Linked DNA regions of Mus musculus: all the other regions are linked to region 1. A link is a contact called in public HiCAR-type, HiChIP or PLAC-seq and promoter capture Hi-C data. All regions are on one chromosome and are shown on one strand. The core of a region is the stretch at or near the end of the contact, and the rest is flanking DNA. Distances in the headings are between cores, read along the strand shown.

Evidence for each region. Promoter capture Hi-C pulls out the DNA fragments that hold promoters and counts their contacts. HiCAR-type assays count read pairs that join an accessible place to other places. HiChIP or PLAC-seq counts read pairs in DNA pulled down with a chosen protein or histone mark.
Region 2: a contact with region 1 is called in an H3K4me3 HiChIP or PLAC-seq map of embryonic forebrain, with 5 times the contacts expected there. The contact joins the promoter of Akr1b8 here to the promoter of Plxna4 in region 1. A contact is called at or near these places in 3 of 39 promoter capture datasets (the 3T3-L1 cell line, the C10 cell line and hippocampal neurons), 1 of 484 Hi-C or Micro-C datasets (the N1E-115 cell line), 1 of 115 datasets of contacts at active chromatin or transcription factors (embryonic forebrain) and 1 of 9 other capture datasets (adipose tissue).
Region 3: a promoter capture Hi-C map of embryonic stem cells shows a contact between it and region 1, with 5 times the contacts expected there. The contact joins the promoter of Akr1b3 here to the promoter of Plxna4 in region 1. A contact is called at or near these places in 1 of 39 promoter capture datasets (embryonic stem cells) and 1 of 115 datasets of contacts at active chromatin or transcription factors (embryonic forebrain).
Region 4: a promoter capture Hi-C map of hippocampal neurons shows a contact between it and region 1, with 11 times the contacts expected there. The contact joins the enhancer-like site here to the promoter of Plxna4 in region 1. A contact is called at or near these places in 15 of 39 promoter capture datasets (the 3T3-L1 cell line, 3T3-L1-derived adipocytes, the HPC-7 cell line and 10 more), 1 of 15 datasets of contacts at CTCF or cohesin (stem cell-derived epiblast-like cells), 8 of 484 Hi-C or Micro-C datasets (the N1E-115 cell line, adipose-derived mesenchymal stem cells, cardiomyocytes and 5 more), 6 of 115 datasets of contacts at active chromatin or transcription factors (astrocytes, embryonic forebrain, embryonic hindbrain and 3 more) and 2 of 9 other capture datasets (embryonic stem cells and liver).
Region 5: a contact with region 1 is called in an HNF4G HiChIP or PLAC-seq map of pancreatic cancer cells. The contact joins the enhancer-like site here to the promoter of Plxna4 in region 1. A contact is called at or near these places in 14 of 39 promoter capture datasets (the 3T3-L1 cell line, 3T3-L1-derived adipocytes, the C10 cell line and 10 more), 1 of 15 datasets of contacts at CTCF or cohesin (embryonic stem cells), 1 of 484 Hi-C or Micro-C datasets (the N1E-115 cell line), 9 of 115 datasets of contacts at active chromatin or transcription factors (astrocytes, embryonic forebrain, embryonic hindbrain and 6 more) and 1 of 9 other capture datasets (embryonic stem cells).
Region 6: a contact with region 1 is called in a HiCAR-type map of embryonic stem cells, with 7 times the contacts expected there. The contact joins the enhancer-like site here to the promoter of Plxna4 in region 1. A contact is called at or near these places in 9 of 39 promoter capture datasets (the 3T3-L1 cell line, 3T3-L1-derived adipocytes, the C10 cell line and 6 more), 4 of 484 Hi-C or Micro-C datasets (the N1E-115 cell line, cerebral cortex and cortical neurons), 4 of 115 datasets of contacts at active chromatin or transcription factors (embryonic forebrain, embryonic stem cells, forebrain and 1 more) and 1 of 9 other capture datasets (embryonic stem cells).
Region 7: a contact with region 1 is called in a promoter capture Hi-C map of hippocampal neurons, with 11 times the contacts expected there. The contact joins the promoter of Lrguk here to the promoter of Plxna4 in region 1. A contact is called at or near these places in 12 of 39 promoter capture datasets (the 3T3-L1 cell line, 3T3-L1-derived adipocytes, the HPC-7 cell line and 7 more), 8 of 484 Hi-C or Micro-C datasets (B cells, the N1E-115 cell line, cerebellum and 3 more), 9 of 115 datasets of contacts at active chromatin or transcription factors (SST interneurons, astrocytes, embryonic forebrain and 6 more) and 2 of 9 other capture datasets (adipose tissue and embryonic stem cells).

The regions. Positions count from the first base shown.
Region 1 is chr6:32,586,455-32,589,629 of GRCm38.p6, reverse strand. It overlaps Plxna4 (plexin A4), which reads left to right and starts at 1,438. Exons shown (of 32, transcript NM_175750.3): 1 at 1,438-2,326.
Region 2 is chr6:34,352,487-34,355,661 of GRCm38.p6, reverse strand. It overlaps Akr1b8 (aldo-keto reductase family 1, member B8), which reads right to left and starts at 1,516. Exons shown (of 10, transcript NM_008012.2): 1 at 1,366-1,516. The coding sequence starts at 1,431.
Region 3 is chr6:34,315,886-34,319,060 of GRCm38.p6, reverse strand. It overlaps Akr1b3 (aldo-keto reductase family 1, member B3 (aldose reductase)), which reads left to right and starts at 1,572. Exons shown (of 10, transcript NM_009658.3): 1 at 1,572-1,721. The coding sequence starts at 1,656.
Region 4 is chr6:34,269,420-34,272,594 of GRCm38.p6, reverse strand. No RefSeq gene overlaps it. Among named protein-coding and RNA genes, the nearest start is that of Akr1b3, 46 kb to the left of the region's middle. Within about 2 kb of position 1,629, at least 20 of the 459 cell types and tissues checked have an H3K27ac peak or open chromatin away from gene starts, as enhancers often do. A contact at or near this core is called in astrocytes, cerebral cortex, forebrain and 1 more, where this site is marked.
Region 5 is chr6:34,232,911-34,236,085 of GRCm38.p6, reverse strand. No RefSeq gene overlaps it. Among named protein-coding and RNA genes, the nearest start is that of Gm32533, 37 kb to the right of the region's middle. Within about 2 kb of position 1,460, at least 42 of the 459 cell types and tissues checked have an H3K27ac peak or open chromatin away from gene starts, as enhancers often do. A contact at or near this core is called in the HPC-7 cell line, astrocytes and pancreatic cancer cells, where this site is marked.
Region 6 is chr6:34,189,916-34,193,090 of GRCm38.p6, reverse strand. No RefSeq gene overlaps it. Among named protein-coding and RNA genes, the nearest start is that of Gm32533, 5.7 kb to the left of the region's middle. Within about 2 kb of position 1,465, at least 11 of the 459 cell types and tissues checked have an H3K27ac peak or open chromatin away from gene starts, as enhancers often do. A contact at or near this core is called in embryonic stem cells, where this site is marked.
Region 7 is chr6:34,027,996-34,031,170 of GRCm38.p6, reverse strand. Lrguk (leucine-rich repeats and guanylate kinase domain containing) reads right to left here and starts at 1,723. Exons shown (of 20, transcript NM_028886.1): 1 at 1,418-1,723. The coding sequence starts at 1,714. It overlaps Gm38786 (a long non-coding RNA gene), which reads left to right and starts at 1,447. Exons shown (of 4, transcript XR_868961.1): 1 at 1,447-1,531.

The DNA.
Region 1 (3,175 bases), core at 189-2,688:
TCAGCAGACAACCAGAGCCTAACAGGGCTCCATGCTGTCTCCTGGAACACCCTGTAACTAGAGAAATGTCTGGCTGGCTGGCTTCTTCATGCTTACACTTGATTCATTGTGTCCTTCTGGTGGGAGCACTTTCAACAAGGTCCTGGGTGGTAAGTCCAACCCGACCCAAGTGTGCTACCTGCCCGGAAGCTTGTCCAACTTGTCACCTCGAAAGTCTACCGAGGGTATAACTTTGATGTTTGTGAAAACATTACCCCTATAAGAAGGGGAAGGAATTTATACCACTGTCAACCTTTTCCTAGTAAGCAGATTCTGAGAGGTTTTGGTGGGAGGGACAGTTATGCGCAGGAAGTGACTGAGGTTGAAGAAAGTGTCATGGGAGAGTGGGTCAGGAACCCCAAACCATAAGCTCCTGGAGAGGTCTTTCTTTGATGAATGGCTAGTCTTACTGAACTTGGCTGACAGAGCCATTTCCTTGAACTTAGCATGCAGAGTTGGGTAGACAAATAGGTGGGCATCCTTTTGAAAATTGTTTTATTTTTATTTATTTATTTTGGTCGTTGGGCTCATTAACTGGAGGGGGTCTTTGTAGAGATATTCTAGATAGTGCAGCCTCACCTATTTCCCTGCCTGCCAGATGCTCTCTCAATTTAAGCAACCTCTGGATTTCTTCCTTTGGGCTTCTGAAACTATTCTGATGTTGGCAATGTCTGGGTTATGTTTAGGACATGGCCCAGGACCTAGGGCTTCAGAGACAGTGAAGCAAGGTCAGCCTCTGGACAGATCAGGTTACCTAACAAGCTCTGTGGCATTGGCCATTCATTTCTGTCCTAGGACTAGAAGAAACCTTGGGTTTGGGCATCCTCTAGTGCTCTGTGTAGGATTACCTTGGTTGGTGGGGCTGGACAGGGATTCTAGGTTAGGAATGGATGTATGTTTGGCTGGTGTCTGTTAGGAACACCCAGAAGTGCCTCTGACCGCCTGCACCACATGCCTGCTTGGGAGTATGCCCCGATCCAAGTGCACTTGGTGGCACCATATATGCACCACTCTGCCCTGTGTCTCCACCGCCAGGGTGACTCGAGGAAGCCAAGAAGACCCAGGGGGTGTCTGCAAACGTCCACACTGGGGAAGAGCAGGCGGGCCAGTGGCGGCAGCGTGCGGGGAAGCGCCCCCTGCCCCCTCTGCCGGCCGCTCTACCTTGGTCTAGATGTCAGTCGCGAGCTCCGAGCCAGCTAGCGAGCCAGAGAGGGAGCGGCGGCGGCGGCGGCAGCGGCGGCGGCGGCGGCGGGCCGCGGGCGGCGGGGAGGGGAGGAGGCGAGGAGAGGGAGGGAGGAAGGGAAGCAGGGAGGGCGGGAGGGAGGAGAGGAGGACCCAGAGAGCGCCAGGCAGCTGGAGTTTTTGCAGCGCTTGGCCGGGCTTCAATGCACAGCAGCAGCGAGCCGCGGCGGCAGCAGGCAGCCCGGGAGCTCCGGCGGCGGCCGAGCCAGCGGCGGCCCCGCTCCCTGCCCCCTGCAAACTTTGCGAGCAGCCCGCCCGGGGGGCCGGGGACGCGCCTGGGAGGCTCGGCTTGGACTACGGCCGCGCTCTTGGCCGCCGCAGCGCTAGCCGCCGCCGTCGCTGCTACCACCGCAGCTCCGCGCCTCCCCGGGGAGCTGCCGGCGGCTTCCGAGGCCCCCCAGCCCCGGCCCCTGGGCACTGCCCGGCTAGTCCCCGGCCAGGGTTGGGGGCGACAGCGGCGCAGCCAGCCCCGGGCTGCCAGGGGGTGGCCGTCACTGCCCAGGGAGGCGCGCAGAGGATCGGAGAGCGCTCCCCGGCGGGTCCCCAACGTACTCGCCGCCGCGCCCGGGCAGCGGCCCGACCCGGCTAGCATGGGCGGCGCGGAGTGACGCCGCCGTGCCCGCTTGGCATCAAGGACATTCAGCCCGCGGGGGTGGGGACGAAGGGGGGCAGCCCCGCGTCGCCGCCGCAGCCCCTGAGAGCCACCGCTGTCGCTGCTTGGGCTCCGGGGCTGGATGGAAGCTAGGGGTGCTTGGAATTGATCTTCATTTCCTGACCTTTTTGTTGGACATTACGCCCACCTTGGACGCTGCAAGAGGAGCTGTCAAGCCCGGCAGGCTCTGATTTGGCCCCCTCCGTTTTTCTCTGCTGCTCGTGGCTTCCCCGTGCCTCGGTGGAGTATTTGCGTTCGGGGCTGGGGCTGGAGGAGGCAGCCACACGCGCGCACACGCACACGTTCAGAGGAGGGCGAGAGGCAGCGGTACAGGCACCATCTGCAGTGTCAATGCGGCGCTGGGGCTGAAGGAGGGAAACGCCGCGCTTCCAGGTAAGGAGCCGCCGGCCGGGCACAGGGCCAGCTGGGCAGAGCGGGCGGAGGTGGCGAGTCCGGTCCCGGAGTCCTCGCCTGCTCTGAGGCAGCCCACTACACACACACACGCACACACACACACACACACACACACACACACACACACACGCAAAACACAAATCGCGTGCGCGCACACACACATACTCACACACAGGCACACACTGCGCTCACGCACCTGCCCACGTCCCACCTGGACACCCGCGTAGGTGCATCGCAGCCGGAGCAGGGATTTCCCGTGTTCTTCTCCTCTCCGGACCTAGACTTCTCTTCCCCAGGACTTTCAGGGTGGGATTCAGTAAATGACTGACTCTCCTATCCAGCCTGGTAGGATGAGGGAACGATTTTGCTGTTTCTAGCTCCTTTCATTTCCTAACTGGTTTTTATAAGACAGGAGAAGTCATGGGAGGTCTTATGAGACCCGCCCAGTGCAATTGTGCCCCTTAGCTTTTTGGACACCCGGAGATTTTTTGCTTTTAAATAGGAGAAAGGCAGAGAGATATTTAAAGGGCAGAGAACTGGAGATCTTGGTGATCCGGTGCCTGGGAGGAGGCCACATAGGCAACTGGGGCTGCAGTTCTGTAGGGCGGCGCATATGGAACAGACTCTGCGATTCCCCAGTAAAGGCAGCACACACGCCTTTCCGAAGCGTGGCACTGCTTCCCCGGAATGCGCCGGGATTTCAGTCAGGGAGGGGCTTTAACATCAAAGCTAGAGGAGTGTTCCTTGTCTAGGGAGGATGCTGCGGTCCTTTAAGGAGGATCAGACCTTATTCATGTTGCCAGTCACCGGTAGACAACAAGGAGACAG
Region 2 (3,175 bases), core at 267-2,766, 1.8 Mb before region 1:
TTCTTTCACCAAATCTAGAAATATCTTGGTTAAGCATCAAACACAGAAAAGCTCCAGAGAGATAGCCTGCTTCCCTGGGATCAGAAGTGACCCCTAGCGGTTCAGAAGTACCTGGGCCTTCCAATAGAATCTTGCCTGCCAGCATTCCTTCAGATAAGAGCAGACTCTCCCTCTATGATACCACCTCCTTATCTTGACAACAACTCCCTTGTCAAGCGCTCGGTCTAATCTTTGGATTTCTGTGGGTTACTTCTGGTCAGAGTGCTTGACAGCTTGGTAGAAAGTGAAATGTCTAATTTGGAGCAAATTCGAGGTTTTAAACCCAGTGCTGAATCAAAGAGAGGCCCCACCTCTGTCCCATGATCAGAAGAAAAAGACAGTGCAAAGATCGAGAGACAGAGGCTAAGCGAGAGACAGAGGCTAAGCCACCAGGACAAGAGACTCGGACTCCAAAAACAACTCCTCCTGGAGGTGGCTCACACCTGTGATAACCTCTAGAAGCTGAGGCCGGAGGATTGCAAGTTCAAGGCCAACCCAAGCTATAGAATAAGTTCTAGGGCAGCCTAAACTGAAGTGTAACTCCCAGTCGCCAGAAATCAAATAGAGACAGCTCCTGGAAACTAGCTGACCACTGTCCTGTTATCACGAAAGGAAATAAACCCAAGGACAAAGTTAGGAGATGGAACAATGTCAGACTTGTCTCAACAGAAGTGGGAAGGGCCTTGGAGCATTCTTCCAGGAGAGCACACTGCCAGGCAGGATCTGAGCTCAGGCTCTGTCATCTTCCTGCTTAGTTTGATGTGCTCAGAAAATGGTGTAGTGTCTTGGTAAGGTGCAGGTGCCAGTAGCCTGTGCTAGGGTCTGAGACTCCACCTTTCCCCCAGGCTTCCAGGCCACAAGCTGCAGAGTCTTTCCCCCACCAAACAGAGCTAGGTCATTTGGAGCTTTTGGTGTCCTGCCACTGAATAACTCAGCCCTGGCTGTCCTGGAACTCACTCTGTAGACCAGGCTGGCCTCTGGCCTCAAATTCAGAAATTCGCCAGCCTCTACCTCCCAACTTCTGGGATTAAAGGCATGCACCACCACTGCCCTGCTTCAAACCAGCCAAAACTTATAAAACTTTAAGTGTCTCATGAGTTCAGAAGAAAGCTTGTTAAGAGGGTAACTGGCAAGTTCGGGAAAACTTGAAACCTGACACTTCACAGGGATATCTCTGCTGGAAAAAGTCTGTCAGAGCTTTGAGGTCTGAAACAGCACAAAAGGCAAAACCAACTTGTGTTCTGTCTCTAGGGTTCCAAACTCCCAGTAGATGTCATAAAAAGAAGAGGAAATGCCAAGACCAGGTGCCCAAGACTGCGCACTCACCTTCCAGGTGCCCAGGCCCACAATGGGCATCTTGGCTTTGGTACTGAGTTCCACGAACGTGGCCATGGTTGCTGCCAAAATCTTGCTGAGAGCAGATGTCTGTGTCCTTGTTAATGAGACAGATGGAGGCTTTAACGTCCTGGATGAAGAGGCCGGCTCTTACTGCAAGCGCCACGCCCAGACCCCTCCCGCCCCCGCCCCCCCTCCCGCAATGAACCGGAAGTTCATCCCAGTCTTTTGTAAGCTTTTAAGAGTGTGAGTAAAGATTAGTCATAAACCAGAGGGAAATCTCCCTGATGCAGAATATAAATTACTTTGTAGAGCTACTTAGAGGTGTATGAGCCTTAGGCGCATGGGGTGAAAGATCCTTCGAGCTATATTGCTAGCTATGTTTGGGTTTCCACAGTGTGTGGAGAATATGTATGGGTTTCCACAGTGTGTGGAGAACGGTGGAGCCTGTAGGTATTCCATGAGGTTGAGGCAAGTAAAAGTTTTCAGAGGCAAAATGGGAGGCTGCATAAATTATTTTGAGCTAACTGTTGCTGATCACAAAAGATCAATGACAGGGGCGCTTGCAGAGGAGGGGGGAGGGGAGAGAGGGGAGGGAACGGGAGAGGAGAGAGTGTTTTCTGACCCTCTTTTTGTTTGTTTGTTTGTTTAAGTTTTACTCATCTAATTGATGGAAGATTGTGAAAAGCAAATTTCCCCTGTTAACCACTAAGACCTTTCTTTGATAATATTCTTTCTCTCTCCCTCTCCCTCTCTCTCTCTCTATCCCCCCTCTCTCTGAATTTGAAATTTGACAAGTTGTCTAACTGTATAATTATAGTGAGCTTTTACATTTTTTTTGCTTACATTTAAAAACCAGACTTTTGTGATTATATTCTGTTTCACTAAGGACAGCATGAAAAAGAAAGATGCGAGCATAAACATCCTTTTCTGTCACTCGGATGCCATTGCCCGGTGCAGTTTCCTGGGCTCTTCTCAGCCTGTGTCAGCTTCTATGCACCGCACCACATTTTCCAAAGCTGACACCACAAGGCTAGCTTTTCTACACGTTTATAGTGAGTCATTTCAAAATTGCCTTTATGTTAAACATTTTAACGTTGCATTCTATTTTATGGTAATTTATTCTACCATTTCCACTATTCTTAGGTCTCTTGCTGATTTCCAGCTGGTTTCTATTGTGTATAAATAATATTTCAAGAAATATCATTGCAGTGAAGCATTGGGCCTCATTCCCTGGGGATAGATCTTTAGAAGTAGGAATATAGACTCAAATGAAGTTTATTTCAGTTTATCACACAAGGTATAGGTCAAAATTGATTTTTTTTCAAAATGGCAATTTTCAGTCATTTATAGAATAATACATTCTCACCTCCATGTTTATAGTTTTTCAAGAATCATATGTAAATGTTCTTGACTTTTACTTTATTGATATTATAAAACTAATGCATGTCCTCTAGAAAGAAAAACCAGAAAAATCAGAGTAAACAAAAGATTTTACGGGAGTTATAAGAGAATAAAAATTATCATTTTCCAATATTGAAATACTTATCAGCAATAACCTTGGGGTGTAACTGGAATACCTCACTGATTCAAGAAGTCCCAGATCATAGGAGCTCTGGTCTCCAAGGTGAGCCTAGGGCAGAAATAGCAAGCTCAGGATGGAAGCCCTGACCCACAGATGCCCAGGGACAGTGGCAGGTAGCCAGGTGTATGCCTAAGCCACCTTCAGTGTGTCTCCAGAACAGCACAGAGAGAGGAACTGAAATGTCTGGGGAAACTGACTGAAGGGGTTCACAGGCTG
Region 3 (3,175 bases), core at 323-2,822, 1.7 Mb before region 1:
TTAGTTTATTTTGCAATAACAAAGCTTTTGCTACGTAGTGCATTTCCCTAGCTGGTGATGACTCCTCTGTGATGCCACCTGTCAGTAAAGACGCACACTTCGGTGGTGGTGGTAAGGCCTCTTTTATCTTTTGAGAAAGGATCTCGTTTAGCAACCAGGTTGACTACAACATCTCGGTCCTTTCCCCTTTATTTTCTTAATGTCAAGTAAAGAGATGTGAGCTGCCACACAGAGCAAGAGCATCACTTCACAAGACATCAATCAGCTCTTTGTGTTTGGACCCAGGAGGTTCAAAAGGCAGAGAAGTCTCTATGCCAAGAGGGATTTCACAGAGGACAAGTGGTGGGCGTCAGGTCACCTGTTATCTTACACAAACCAAATCCCCAGAACTAGACTCAAATTCAAATACTATTAATTAGAGAAAAAGTACACCAGAATTTCCACATGCCACCAGTTGTGGGGATTGGTTTTGTTAATAAAACTCAAGTGGAAAATATCTGTTCTTTATAAATTTTCCCTGGGGTGGGAGTGGAGAAGTGCCACTTTTTAAGAGGGCACCGACTGGAAAATCACCAGAATGGGATTTAGAGAGGTGGGGTTCCTGACTCATTACCTTGCAGATGCAGTTGTCCCTGTTGCGTAATCAGGGGGCAACTGGAGCATGACCCAGCAGAAGGAGACTGGAATGAAACAGACCATCACTCAGAGGGGTGTTGGACGAGTGCCAAAATTGCCGTCATAGTTCTTGGGGCAACTCAGATTATTTTAGGAAAAGTCTTTTGTTTTTCTACCTAATACAACTGATTTATTTCGTACCCCCTAACATGGAATCATTGCTGTATGAGAATGGACTTTTCCTACTATGGGATTGTTCACTTTTTTGTTCTCTGACTTTTCACTTTTCCTCCAGAGTTTAGCCAACTTATTATACTGGAACCTTCCGCTTAAGAGTCTTACTTTCCAAAATCACTTATGTGTGATCCAGAGATGAAACTTATGGGAGATCATAGCTTAACGGTTATGGATTTTTGCATCAAGTCTTGTTGAACCAGACTAAACATGTTCAGACACCGGTAGTGGTAGAAAGGTACTACAAACGGGTATTTCGTAGTTCTCTGCAAAACCGGTTGCAATCATTTTAATAGCGGGGATGGGAGTGCTTAAGTACACCTGAAATTTAACTTTTAATCTAAGGGGGGGGGGGAACGCTCTTAAATACACCTGACGCCTATCTGCTCCATCAGATTCAAAGCAAGATGTGTAAGATTCCAGAAGAGTGTCATTCTGAGATTAGAAAAGACACAGACGTCTTCTTCTGGGCTCGAAAACGAAACCAAAACTTCTCCCCAGTCTCCTTATCTCTAGTCTGCTGGTTATTTTCAGAGCTTTCCGTCTGGTGCTACAACAGCGGGCAAACACTGCCACGTGGGGCGCAAGCAGAGCAGCTGGAGAATTCCGTGCCGCTAGGACCTAGGGAAAGAAGCATCCTCGCCGACCCCTTCAGAACCGCGGCATCGACCAATCAGAAGGATCCGTCTCTCAGCCGTGCAACCAATGGCAGGCGTTCTTTCTACAGGCCGTTGGGGCTATTTAAAGGTGCGCGCCCGAGCCAGCGCTGCACATTTGCCGGTCCGGGTTTGTAACGTGCAGCGATCATGGCCAGCCATCTGGAACTCAACAACGGCACCAAGATGCCCACCCTGGGCCTGGGCACCTGGAAGGTAGGCATGCATCAGGGTGCGACCCGCCGCCCGCTGGGTGACCCTGAGCGGCCTGCGCGGAGCGGGGCTCGCGTGGCGGGGCCTGTGAGCGTATCTGGCTGCGGCCCGGCGTGTGGGGCTTCGGGCGAGCAGCGCTCGAGTCCGCGTGGGCGCCCCAGGTGGAGACACACCCACGGTGACCCGGGTGAGAGGGATTGAAGCAGAGCCCTAGATTTGTCATCTGGCACCTGTGGCGCCCCAGCCTCACGAGTGAATTGACCTCACTTGGCGCAGATGTTGCCCTCTCGGGAATGAGCCACTTGGGCCAATGGGCCTGAGATAATTAAATTAGCAGGCGAGAGCTTGCCAGGAACCAGCTTGTTTCTCTGTCCTCTAAGTCTCTGAGTGCAGTTCTTAATGGGTGCGGAACTCCTGGAGAATTAATCTGACTTCCGCGTTGCTGGGTGCCACCCACTAATAAGAAGACTTCAGGCGAGATATCCCCAAAACCTCAACACAACACAGCAGAGTTGAGAAGAGGGCCAGATACATCATAGTGAAATACAAAAAGAAAGAACCGATATTTAAAAACCAAAAATTATAACTGATTTGATTATTTGGCAACTAAGGAACCAATTTTTGGTGTTATTGCTGAAGCAGAAAAACCTAGCTCTTAAGCTACTTGCAGGGTAGTTGTATTATATATTATAGACCGATGCTGTGACCTCGATCTTTAAGAACCTTGAGTATGGTGGACCTGGGCACTTAGACACAGTGAAGGTAAGAGAAAATCAGGTAGGGTTGAATTTAAATGGTTTGAAACCAGACAGAGTCTGTTTCTACCCAAACTACAGTTAAAACAACGGGTAATGCAAATGGAGAATAAGAAACAGGTCATAGACTTGTCTTTCTCAGAACGTGTATCTAAGCCAGTAGATTAGCAAGTGCGGCTTTTGTTTCCTTACAGAGGGTCCTTGGTGACTGCAAAGGTATGATTGAATTACAACCGTGATACCAGGTTGAATTCGGTGTGGTGGAATGATAAGAAAGACGGTTTCCCTGCCATAGCAAACACAGCTACTGGACACAGCACACACAGGCACATGTAACTACAGTAGTTTTATAATACATGACCCAAATTATGGGTAGGATGATGATACTTTAATTCTGTCCCATTTCTCCAAAAACCAAGCTCATCGCTTTAGAAAAATCGTCTCATGGGCCAGCATTTTGAGATCAGTTCTGAGATAAATAAGGAGTAAGCATTCATAAGCCAGTGGCTAGAGCGCATGTGACAGCCTCAGAGAGCTGGGTGTTTGTTTAAAATAACATACATTTGTATGTATAGATCGTTTTGGTTTCTTCTCAGACATTTCTGTTACTTCCCACTGTGCCTGGATCTCAGAATGGATCCAAAAGTCATGTTGAGTTAGGTGGAGGTGAAGAAAATGTCCGCCTGTGTCTCGGGGCCCGGG
Region 4 (3,175 bases), core at 380-2,879, 1.7 Mb before region 1:
AAACTCCCCTTCGGTAGCCTAGGCTTGTGACTTCACTCGCCTTCACCTGTGAGATTGGTGAACCCATCGGAGAGTCACTTCCTAATAAACCTGTCTTTATTTACTTTTAATCTGGTCTAATCTGGCCTATATCTGCATCATGGAGGGAGAGAAAATGTCTATCACAAATCTCTTGTCTTTTCATTTGATCAATAAGGAAAAAGAGGGACAGAAACAATAGATGACTTACCCATTGTGGTGGATTGAAAAGGTCCCATAGACATATGTGTTTGAGTGCTTGGCCCATAGGGGTGGCACTATTAGGAAGTAGGGCTTTGTTGGATTAGCTGTGGCCTTGTTGGAGGAAATGTGTCACTATAGGGGCAGGCTTTGAGGTCTCCTATGTTCAAGTACTTCCAGTGTGGCTCCCAGTCCCCTTCTGACACATGTGGATCAAGATGTAAAAGTCTTCGCTCTCCCAGAACCACGTCTGCCTGCATACTGTCATGCTTCCCACCACAATGATAAGACTAAACCTCTGAAACCATAAGCCAGCCCCAATTAAATGTTTCTTTTTTATAAGAGTTGCCTTGGTCATGGTGTCTCTTCACAACAATAAAGTCCTAACTAAGACACCCATGGTCATGGAAATGATAGTTTCAAAGCTAGGAGTTGAGATCTTAACTGCTATCCAGAGGGTCTCTTCTGGACCCCAGGATGCTTCAAGGACTGACTCTCCCACACAAGATGTGCATGCATTCATGCCGCTTAACAAATAATTCCTCAAAACAGTCAAATCTGGAAACGTACCCCATCCACCCAAAATTGTTGCATAAGGGACTGCCACAGTTATTTCAAATTATCACCTCTTCCTATCTAACCCCCACACTTTACAAATTCCAACCCCACACTTCCAAACAGGTACTTAGAGTTTAGGCATCTCTCTAGACACTCTGAAAATCTGTAAAAAGATCCTTATCTTTTTGGAGGAAATTTCACTTTAAAGTTTCAGCTAATGACTTCTCCAGCAGTGGAACAAGTGCACCTTCAAATGTCAGCTCTACACAAGAGAGAAAAGCTCTAAGACCCAGCCTGATCAGAAAATCCTATGTCAAGTGCTACTGGTGCTATGGAGTTTACGTAAGCTCCCAGAATTAGCACCTCCTCCTTCATCTGCACCCCTAAAAAGTGATGATGGGAGCCCCAGATGTGCACAAAACATTGCTTTCTTCTTGGCAGCATGAAAGGGTATGTCACATGACTTTGCTTCCCAAGGCCAGTGATAAATCACACTCCTAGAGAATCTATGTGTCAGTATTCACGGTATTGATATTTTTTGTTTATTAATCCTGTTAGTAATACTCCACCCAGGAGGGGAACGAAAACACATGACAAACAACTATGAAAAGAACTACCTCGTTCAAAGGCCTGCTGCTTCTCTTGGGAGCAGCTTATGCATCACCTGGGTGCACATAGGATGGCTGAGTTGGTGCAGAAGGGAGCACAGCAGAGGCTCCCTCCCCAAGACCCTGGGAGAGCTCAGTTGGAGGACTCTCTTCCTGCAAGGAGAGCTGCAGTCAGACATTATTCTAATCCAGTCCTACCGAATTCAGTACACACACTGAGAACACAATACACTGTTAGAAAACAGACCACAGAAAAAGCAGGCTGTTCAGTTGGCTGGCTGGCATCGAAGGAGCAGCCTGGGAACTAAATGCTGATCTGGATGCAACAGCAACACAGTGAATGTTTCAGCCCTCATTTTAGCTTACTTGCATGGAGCGCAGTAGGCTCAGGATTAACATCAGGCCCGAGTCCCATTGATACATTTCCACCTGCTCGAGGGGATCCATCGAGGATTAGGCTCTCCCAGTGCCTCTTCTGGGAAAGCCTGCTGCAACTGGGCTCCCCTGAACCCTCATCAAATGTGGCCATTTCTCCCTAGTGTTTGTTAGCCCTGTGCCTAGTTTATAGTAACCCACTGGGCGGCTAGCTGTGCACAATCTATGATTTTAGTTTACTTCGTCTTCTTTTTTTTTTTAAACCACCCCCAAACAAGCTGCACTGAAATGGACAGTTTCTGTGTGCCTCTGCTTGGCAGCAGTCTAATACCAATGTCTTAACGCTTGCATCCTAAATTCAGAGATGGGAAATTGTTAGAAAATAGCTGACCTTGAGCGCGGGAATTCTCTGCTTATCACTGTGCTTCATATACCCTTCTTGGATTTTAAGAAATTGTTTATCTCACGTGCTTGTATGAGTTTATGCAAGAGCCCATGGAGGCCAGCCAAGGAGGGCATCAGATACCCTGGAATTTGAGCCATAGACAGTTGTGAGCCACCATATGAGTGTTAGGAACTAACCCCAGATCCTCTGCAATGACAGTAAGCGCTCTTAGCTGCTGAGCCACCACCCAGACCTCCAAAACCTCCAAAGTTTTACAAAGTTGTTTTTCCTTTCAACTGTCATACGCACACAGGTTTGGGTATGTGTGTATAGGTGAAGATGCTCACGGAGGTCAGAGGTGTTGATATTCCTCCGGTACTAAAGTCACAGGAGATATGAGTTGCTGTGAACTCAGATCCTCTGCAAGACCAGCATGCACTCCTACCTGCTGGGCCACCTCTCTGGCCCCCTTCTAGGATTTTGAGACAATGGAAAGGTTAGTGGTTTAAAAAATGAGTAAGGAAAAGGCATAAGTTTCCATAGTTATAGAGACTTTTTTTACCCCTCAAATGAATAATAATTCCAATTATAACTATCCCACAGGACTATTGCGAGGCTCAAATAAGATAATGTGCATATGAAAGCTCTTTGCTGGGAGGGAAGCATGATATGGGTATAAGGTGTTATTATCCCTTTAATCTTTCTAGTCTCATAATGGAGAAAAATTTCCAAAGACAAATTGGGAGCTCATTTCCATCTCTCAGCTGCCTCGCTGCTACATGATGTCCATGACAATGAAATGCTGCAGAGGAGTGTGGCGAGATCCAAACAAACAGCCGCGTGGCTGGTGTAAAAGTGTCATCCCTCCAGCGCCGCTGGGGACAGCAGAATTCTCCTTCAGGCTTCTGGGATACAGCACTGGCTAAGGCACTAATTCACATAAGGCCACAAATAATGTCGTCTGACAAGACCTTCATTTCATATATCCAAACTTTCTGTTCCTCTATAGAGGGCATCCTGCAGGAGTGGC
Region 5 (3,175 bases), core at 211-2,710, 1.6 Mb before region 1:
GGCTCAAGGGTGGAGCTCAAGTTGTCAGGTTTGCAGAGCAAGCCAACTTGTTGGTCCCCAAGAGAAAAATGTTTGAATATGAAACATCACGGTAGGCAGCGGGCACATATGTGGAGGAGAAAAGATAAGCAGGAAAGGGTTATTCACTTTGCCTTGTGCACAAATGTCAGATAAAGGTTTCAGTCATACTTGGTCAGTGATAAGGGAGAACTGTCTTGGAAGTATAACATCTAGCAAAGGCCTTGGGAAGAATAGTCCTTACCTGGGTGACAAAGTTAGAATCAAAACAGAAAGATATGCTGGTGGGAGGGGCGTGGAGGGACAAGAGGAGGTAATGGGGATGGAAAGAGGAGAAGAACAGCTGGAGGGTTTATGTAACCTGTGTGTGTGTGTGTGTGTGTGTGTGTGTGTGTGTGTGTGTGTGTGTGGTGTGTGTGTGTCGGGTATATATATATATACTGAAATTGTCCCCAAAAAATGAATTAATGAAAAATATAAAATCATGACAGTACATAATAATAATACTTCTCAAAAAAGAAATATACTCAGGTAACTTTATCTGGCTTCTCTTAAAACATTTACCTGAAAAATAAGCAACAGTCTTGACACTTAAAGAAAAAGAAACAGTTTCTGCTGTGCGCTCCAGCCCCAGTGCAGCTTTGTGTAATAAATTCCGCTCCTCGGCCTACTCCGGGGAGAAGCAGGCACTCAGCAGGACTGTCACAGGACACAAGGAGGGGCGGGGCGTCAGCTTTCGTGTCCATTCTTTCCTTGGCTGCCAACCTTGGCTGAACTTTGTTGTTTGGAAACCAAGTCTACTGTGACCATTTTCTGTGACGCCACTAGTAAAACTCACTTTAAGTCTCCACAAGTGTGTGCTATCCGTTAGCTGTAAAATGTCCCCCACAGACTCCCCTGTACTTGAACACGTGGTTGCTGGTGCTGCTTTGGGAAGCCTGGAGTCTTTGGGGTAGGAAGCCTGGCTGGCAAGAGCAGGCTATTACAGAAGGGCTTGAGAGTTGTAACCTGCCCTGCTTCTGGCTCCAGCTTTCTGCTTTCTGGTCAGATAACACAATGTATCTAAGAGGCATCCTGTATTGTTATGGGCTCCACCATTAGGTGTCTATATAGTGGCCAGATAACACAATGTATCCAAGCTCCATATTCCATGTTGTGGAAGCTTGGATACGCCATGCCTTGCCTGTAGTGACAGATCCTTTCCAACTATGAGCCCCAAATAAGTCCCTCCTCTTCTAAGTGGCTCTATCTGGCACTCTGTTACAGCGACAAGAAAGGTAACTAACAGCACAGCTGTTGTTTGGAATTAGCCCACAAAGAACTGACAATCACTGGCCTTTCATTTGGAAGAAAAGGGGAATACATGAAAGTCCAGCCATGCCAAGCATGGACTCTGGGCCTCTCTCCCACCCTCCTCCCCACTCTGGCTTCCTGTGCTCCACATGAGTCACAATCACCTGACACTGCCTAGTCAGAGGCTGGGTAATAGTTACAAAGTGTCTCGGTCCTTTCTCCTGCTTATTTTTCATACAGGGTCAGGCTTCTGCCTTCTGTGTTCACTTGTATATTTCGAGAGGGAAAAGGAAAGCGGGGAGGTGGAAATGAGAAGGAAGAAAGGAGCAGGAAGCATCCTCTGGAAATAGCAGGCTTGGAAGCAGATGATTGAATGAAACCAAAGAGAGACTATCCATGTGCCACCTTGAAGGAGCCCGATGTCCAATCTCAGGCTTATCATTCCCACCGTGCTTATGGCTGCTGGCAGCGGCTGCATGATAATCTGCAAGTCATATAATGTGGATTTATTTTCTCAATTGAATTTTTTATACATTATTGAAATAAATTTGGACTTGGCCTTTATTAAACAACAGGGAACCGTTACAGGTTCTTCACGGAGGAAATTTGAATATAGCAGCTTATATTTGCTGTCAATCAGAATCATGGCAGGGCACATGAGGCACATGGGGCACATTCTAAAGTGGCGTCCATAGAGAAATCCCATGTGGATGGGCGTGGCCTTAGCAGAGGAACGTACTGTGGCAGAAACCAGAGCCACCAGGATAATAACCCTGCTTGCTCTTTATGCTTGTCTTAGTCAGGGTTTTATGGCTGCATGACCAAAGAGTAAATTGGGGAGAAAGGGGATTAGTTGGCCTACATTTCCAGGTCACAATCCATCATTGGAGGAAGGCAGGACAGGAACTCAAGCAGCGCTGGAACCTGGAGGCAGGAGCTGATGCAGAAGCCACGGAGGGATGCTGCTTACTGGCTTGCTTTCCCTGACAGACGTTCATTCTGTTCACCATTTCTCTCTCCTTCCTTACCTGTATGCCTTAGATGAAGGAAGCACCTCCACTCTGCCCAGGCTCTTGACTGACCAGTGCTGACGATGGTATTTAATACCACACAACACAGCAACTGTTTAGGCATTGGTTTTGTGTGATGGCGTGGGTGAGTGGTAGTCCCATAATGGAGACTATTTTCCTAAGGATCAATAGAGAAACCTTTTTTTTTTTTTTCATGTTGATGCCTGACAGCACTTAGTGAGTTCTACCACTCAGCAGATGATCAATATAAACTTCCTACATTTAAAGAAATAACAGAGCAAAGTGTTTGTCAGACCTTAGAAGATGTGTGCATGTGTACACAGGAGCACATGCGCAGTGTCAGCTAGGACCCAACCCAGGCAGCAGAACCGCATTCGCTGAGAAATGAATGCTAGCACCTCAGGTACCCCTGAAAGTCACTGGGTGGGCAGAAATAAGGGGCCACCTTTAGACGATTGATTCGGAGACAAATCACCCTAGTCATGATGGATAGGAAGGAAAGACATGATTACTAAATCACACATTGTCTACCACCTCTGACATGAAGACCCATCATGGAGACAGGGAGTTGAAGGATAACATGCATTTTCCTCGGACTGACCTGGCATCCCACTGCAGTGCAAGCAGAGGCTTCCATCTACTTCCCTATTACACAGGCGAGTGTAGCTCACTAGCACGTCTAGATTGCATCTGGAACCCCAGCTCTAACACAGCATGGAAAGGAGGTTTGGGGGGCCTCTCTGCCCTTGTAAGAAGCCTGAGAAGGGACTAAAACAAATTCTCCATGCCAACAGCCTGGGTGGCACATGGCAGTGGGAGTGCGCACAGAGCTT
Region 6 (3,175 bases), core at 216-2,715, 1.6 Mb before region 1:
GGTAGCACACATTCCCAGCATCCTCCTACTGAGGGATGAGAGACAGAGTAAGACTCCACCAAAACTCAGGCCAGCTAGCCAGGCCTGCAGAGCGGGAACAAGAGACTGTGTTTCAAGCAAGGTGGAATCCAGGCACCTGGAGCTGGCCACTGACCTCCACAAGTATGCCGCGGTACATGTGTGCACTCACACACACCATATGCCCACACATGTATACACACAGACACACACACATACGGGGGTGAGGGGAAGAGGGAGAGGGAGAAGGGCAGGGAGAGAGGAGAGAGAATTAATGCTATTAACACTTGTGAGGAACACAAACATAGGTGAGGTGATTAACTTCGCTTAGCTTTACCGCTAACAAATGGCTTGCTGTCTCCCTGCTGTAATAAAACACGGGACTCTATCTCTAGGTGGAGGAGTGACCTTTTCTCCAGTTAATCTAACAAGGCAGAAACGCCCCCTAGGTGGGAGGGTTCCTCTGAGGATAACATAGATTTTCTTCCCAGAATTTTTGCCACACTAGGGGCAACCCTGTGAGCCCCTGTGAGGTTCCTGTGGGTCTGCACCCCACTCCCATCCCCACTTCCCCCACCCCACCCATCTCGTCTGTCTTTTTCTTTCGGATGCTGGTCAGAGCCCACTGTGGTCTCCTCAATACTCTGTATTGCGTCCCGCTCGACCGGCAAGAAAGACGCAACAAACCAGAATCTTCCGCGGCAAAAGCTTTATTGCTTGCTTCTCAGGAAGATTCCGAACCGGGAAAATGGCGCTGCTTTTATAACCCGCAGCGTGACGTTTCAGCACCTGATATGGCGTGACAGCTCCCGATTCGTTGCTTGCCCATCACCCCACTATTACACCCCGAGAATGGGAGTGACTAGGAGTGAATTCACTCTTGCACCTGCGTACAAAGCTTGTTTACTAGTTAGGCACAGCGGAGGCCCACGCCATCTTATAATGGCGATTGCTCGCGGCACACACAGCTCTCCTCAGAGATTACTGGCGGCACACATGCGATTGCTCGCAGCACGTACCGGCTTTCCACAACTCTGGGCTTCCTTACTCTTTCTCTAAAGCTCCCCTCCAACCATGTGACTGACCTCTGTTCCCCTCTTTTCAAACAATATGGTTGTTGTTGTTTTCCTTCTCTTTTCCATACTATGCCTCCGTTCCCCTCCCTCCCCCCACCTCTAGGCAACTGTGAGATTGACAGTTTACCTGCTCTAGGCTTTTCCTTTTAGACTCTAATAAATTGGGCTCAATCTTCCATTAGAGTCTATTCTTAAACTCTGTTACTAATGAGACTAAGAATCTCAAAAAGGGACCCTCACTTTCCTGGTATCATTTGGAGGCTGAGTTGGGATTCTCCAAATTTTCTGGTGACACACCCATTTAGTTTGCTTAAGAATACAGTGCTATTCAACATATTGGCATTCATTATGGCAAGACACTGGGGAGCCTAAACATCCAAGAGAATAGACCTTGGATGTGGCTGAATAGAAGATGCCACGTCCACGAACCGAACACTTTCAGATGTTAAGAAGAGAAACGCGGGACCTGGTGTGGTGGCTCACATCCGTTATCCCAGCACACAGCAGACAGAGGTCGGTAGGAGGCTTGCCAGAAGATTTGCTGCAATTCAAGCCTAGTCTGGTTCACACAGCAAGTTCCAGCTAAGGCTACACGGTAAGATGATGTCTAGAAAGCCAAAGGAGCTGGTGGCACCATCACCAGGCTAATATGGAACCATCACCAGGCTAATATGGAACAGTTTCCAAGACAGATTAAGGAAAAATATTTGTGTTTAAAAAATGTATCTCTGCCTATTAGCTAATGAGAGAAATGCACAAAACTCAGGAACGGCAGAAGTATGTAAGGAAGGTAGTTAGTTGAGTTGTTGAGTTTCAAGGGAAGGGCTTACAATTTTAACCTTGTCATGGTTTGAATATGCTTGGCCCAGGGAGTGGCACTATTTGGAGATGTGTTGGAGTAGGTGTGTTTCTGGGACATGGGCTTTAAGATCCCCAATCCTAGCTGCCTGGAAGCCAGTCTTCTCCTAGCAGCCTTCAGATGAAGATGTAGAACTCAGCTCTGCCTGCACCATGCCTGCCTGGATGCTGCCATGCTTGCACCTTGATGATGATGGACTGAACCTCTGAACCTGTAAGCCAGCCCCAATTAAATGTTGTTTATAAGACTTGCCTTGGTCATGGTGTCTGCTCCCAGCAGTAAAACCCTAAGACAAACCTATTACATTTTTATGTCTTTTTGACTTTGCACTGTTGAATTATGAGCAAATTTATGATTTTTTTTTAGCAAAGAAAAAATAAGAAGATTCATCAACATAAAAGGTTAACACACTAGGGCAAGTGTCAAGTGAAGGGTGTTCTGAGACGGCCTCCTGCTCCTTTTAGTTCTGCTGCTTAGAGACTAATCAGAGTTCAGACACCATCAACCTAAAGAATTTGTTCTTTACTGTGCTTCTAAATGTAAAGTCAAAGAACAATTTGAACAGATATTTCTGTATGTGACCAATATTTGATTCATAAGTAAATGAACAGATGTTTAATCCTCCTAATCATTAAATAAATTTCAACCAAAATCTGAATGCATCTCATATGCTGTTCAACCTTCTTGTAGTTTTTTTTACTGTTATGAATCATAAGGTAAGTATCTTTTATGCAAAATATAGACTATACAATCCCCAAAGGGGTCATGTTCCACAGGTTGAGAACCTCTGCCTTAGGATAACTACCCAAAGATATGGTCGTGCAGACTGTTTCAAGTCTATTTTACACAAGTTAGAGTCATCTTGGAAGAGGGAAGCTCAACTGAGAAAGTACTTTCACCAGACTGGCCCGTGGGCAAGCCTGTGTTGCTTTCTTTTGGTTGATGACTATAATGTATAGTGAGAATGGTCTCTGTCAGCTCATAAGTGTCAATCCTTGACCCTGTAAGACCTGAAGAGCCTTACGTCTGGGATGTTCCACTCACAGAAACACAGAGATGGAGATCAATGAAACAAGCAAGAGGTTTATTGATCCTGCGAGCTGGGGCTGTCCTGCAATGGGGCAGAGGTGCCCCTGAATCTCCTAAGCACACACTTTCTATACAGTTTAAGGGTAGGACTTGTTAACAACGCAAGTTTATTTAAGCCCACTGTTGGCAGAGC
Region 7 (3,175 bases), core at 474-2,973, 1.4 Mb before region 1:
ACAAACACAGCTACGGTTTGTCGTAGTCTCAGCTGAAGGTGGAAAATTAACCAACAAAGGGAGAATAAAATAAATGATGGCCTTTTTGGTTGTTTGTTATCATTATCTTCATCATCATCACCAGCATCACCATCATCATCATCATCATCGTTATTGTTAAGGCACGGTCTCACTGTGTGGTTCTATCAGTGTTTCTAGCTAATCAGAAACTGGGTGTGTAGACCAGGCTAACCTCTAACTCACGACAATCACCCTATCTCTGCCTCTCAGTGCCGGGTGAGAATGGCAAGAACGCCATTGCCAGCACACTGCTATAGCCAACTTCAAGCAACGTTAGAATGCAACCAGCCCAGGAAGAAAGATGTAGACTAGGAAAAACAAAAAGAGGGATGAGGGGGGAAATAGGCCAAATATTCCAAGTGCAGGAAAGGGCATTAGAGACAAGAGCCCAGGGAAAGGAGGGCAGAAGTGGAGTAACGGGAGGTCAGAGGCAGGAAGGACAAGAAAGAAGGCAAACCAGGAGCCATGTTTGACAGGGGGAGAAAGGTGGCTTGTGAAGAAGCTGAGGGAAAAGAAGGGGGAGCAGCGAAAAAAGGCAAGAAGTGAAATCAAGAAAGATGTTGGTTCTGAGTAGCTATGACAGAGAGAAAAGCCTAACTGGGTATGAGAGGGAAACAGATCAACCTACGATTTTGAAAAAGCACAATAAATAGAAGCCAATACTAGGAGTAAGGGAATGCAAGGTGGAAGGAAGCGAAGGGATGAGGAAGGACAGTCGGTGTGTGGGAATACAGTCAAGTGGGGAAGGGAAGTGGAATCAGGAGATTAGGAAAATAGTTAAGAGCGTTGGGAACGCTCCCCATAAGCCAAACTCTGCCAACTAGGGGTGAGCTGGCTCTCTCTGATCATGCTGTGGCTCCCTTCTAACCAGAAAGAGTGGGAGTGCTTAAATAGGCACACAAATACCCCGAGCAGAAGTAACATATAAAACGTATACATTATTTCGTCTTCAGCAGAGCATTGGGATTTTTTTTTAAACCACCCTGGAGGAAGGAAGAAGATGAATGGCCCGCATAATTTTGTCAATGCGTAATTTTGAAAGCATTAAACCCATACTGGTACACTGATTTTTTTCCCCCCGTTATAACAGTGTGTAATCTGACAGATAAGAAACTAGGAAAAGAAAGTAAATATTTGGAGGGTTTCACCCCCTTTCTCCAAGACAGGAGGTGAAGCACACGAGAAATGGGGGAATAAAAATAAGCAGCAAAGAAAAGCCCTTGCCCTCTGGCTAGAGTGGAGTGGGCTGAGCCCAGGGCTAGAGAAGGCAGAAGCAAGCTGCCGCTGAGGCAGCCAGGTTGAGCGGCTGGAGGATGCCTGAGACTGGGGTGCGGGTTGGGGAGGGGGGGAGGCACACCTCCAAATTCTGCATTTCGGACTCCTCTGACTCTTCAGATTCTCCGTCCTCCTGTTGCTTCTCTTCTTGCTCCGCTTCTGCCTCATGAGAGCGGTGGATGAGCTGGTGGAGGAGGTAAGAGGAGGCGCTTCTGAAAGTCCCTTTTGACTTCAGACCCAGGGGGAAAGAAGGCCAACGGCCCTGACTTTGTTTTTCTGTGAGCGACAGTATCGCCTGGGCTGCAATGCGAGAGGCGCCCAAACCCCGCCTGAAACGGGTGCCTTTCCATCTCGAGGGATTTCGCTCGAAGGCCGCCATCTTGTTTATACGCGTTGCCTAGGAGACTGACGTCATGGCCCGCGGCGCTGCAAGGAACTCTGGGGGGCTGTAGTCCAAGCTTCCGTACTTGCACATTCTGTCAAGGTCTCCATTGGCGTTCACTTTTGCAGCGTTCTGCTGCTTCTTTTATTTTCCTCTTTACGTTCAGTGGCTAGTGTTGTTCCTTTTTGCATGTACTTTTAATCCCTTTTCTCCACCCACTTTCTTTGTCTTCTTGCTGCCTGTCCTTCTTTGAGCTTGTTCACCTCACATTTGATAACATTCACACAAGCATCTCCAGTCTGGCTTCATTCACACCATCGAACTTTGGAAGCATTTGACATCCCTAATTCTGTCGGTCGGAAAGCTAGTAAAGATGAAATTTAACACTATGCACAGCGCCGTGGGAGGAGATGAGGCCGTGACATAGAAGATTGAAAAGACCTGACTCCTCTCCTTTTCCTTTCATTGTAGATAATGAAGAGAAACTACCAAAGGATTTTAAGAGCTCATTTGTAGTTAATTTACATACCTGTCCAACTCTGAGTCTGGTCCTTGGGAAGAAAAAAGCTAGCAGTGGGACCAGAGGGGCAGATTGGGGAAGGGAAGGAAGGGAAAGGGAGGAGAGAAAAGGAAAATAAATCAAACTAATTGTAGTGTATCTGAACCCCTGTGAAGAGGTTAGTATTCCATCAATAATTAGTCAAGTGACCTGCATCTGTAATTATTTTCATCCTGCTGAATAGTTTTATCAAATGTTCTTCTTGAAGGATTAGAAAAGGCATGGCATTCTGCTAGTGTGATTTTATGAAACCCAAATCCTATAGCCTTAAGCTCCACAAAATAGACATGCTATAGAAAAACAGAACGAGAACTGTAGCAACTATTATTGCCATAGCAATGACAACAGAGATCCTGACAGGGAAGTTGTCTTCATCCTCTGGCCTTACTGGGCCATTTCTCCATGCTTCAGTGACAGCCATTACAAATACAAAATGATCCTATCAATGGCTGTCAGGGGAAAAGGAGAAAAAATTCTTATGGACACCATCCATTGACTATTATCTTTCTTAGTGCTTGAGGGACCATTAAAACTGACATAAAGCTTTCAGAATTACCTTCCTTCATTATCTTGCGGCTCGTAACTGGAAAGGGCGCAATGAAAGTATCTCTCTGCTAGGTTTGCCTTGCCTGTTATTTCTTTTCCTAGTGGGTACCGATTTTGACAAGGGATTTCTCTCCAACCTCATTGCCTTAGGGTCTGGATCCACCTAACTAAGAAGACTAGAGTGTTCGCTCTGCTCTTGCAGAAATTATAAAAACGCAAACCCTATGTGTGTCTTCAATAACTTAATCAGCATTTGTAGCAGAGGGAACTTTGCTAACGGCAATCTACTGAGAAAAATGTTTGATGGTAGAGTTAGGATCTGTCAAAGAATAATTTCAAAACATGAAAAACAT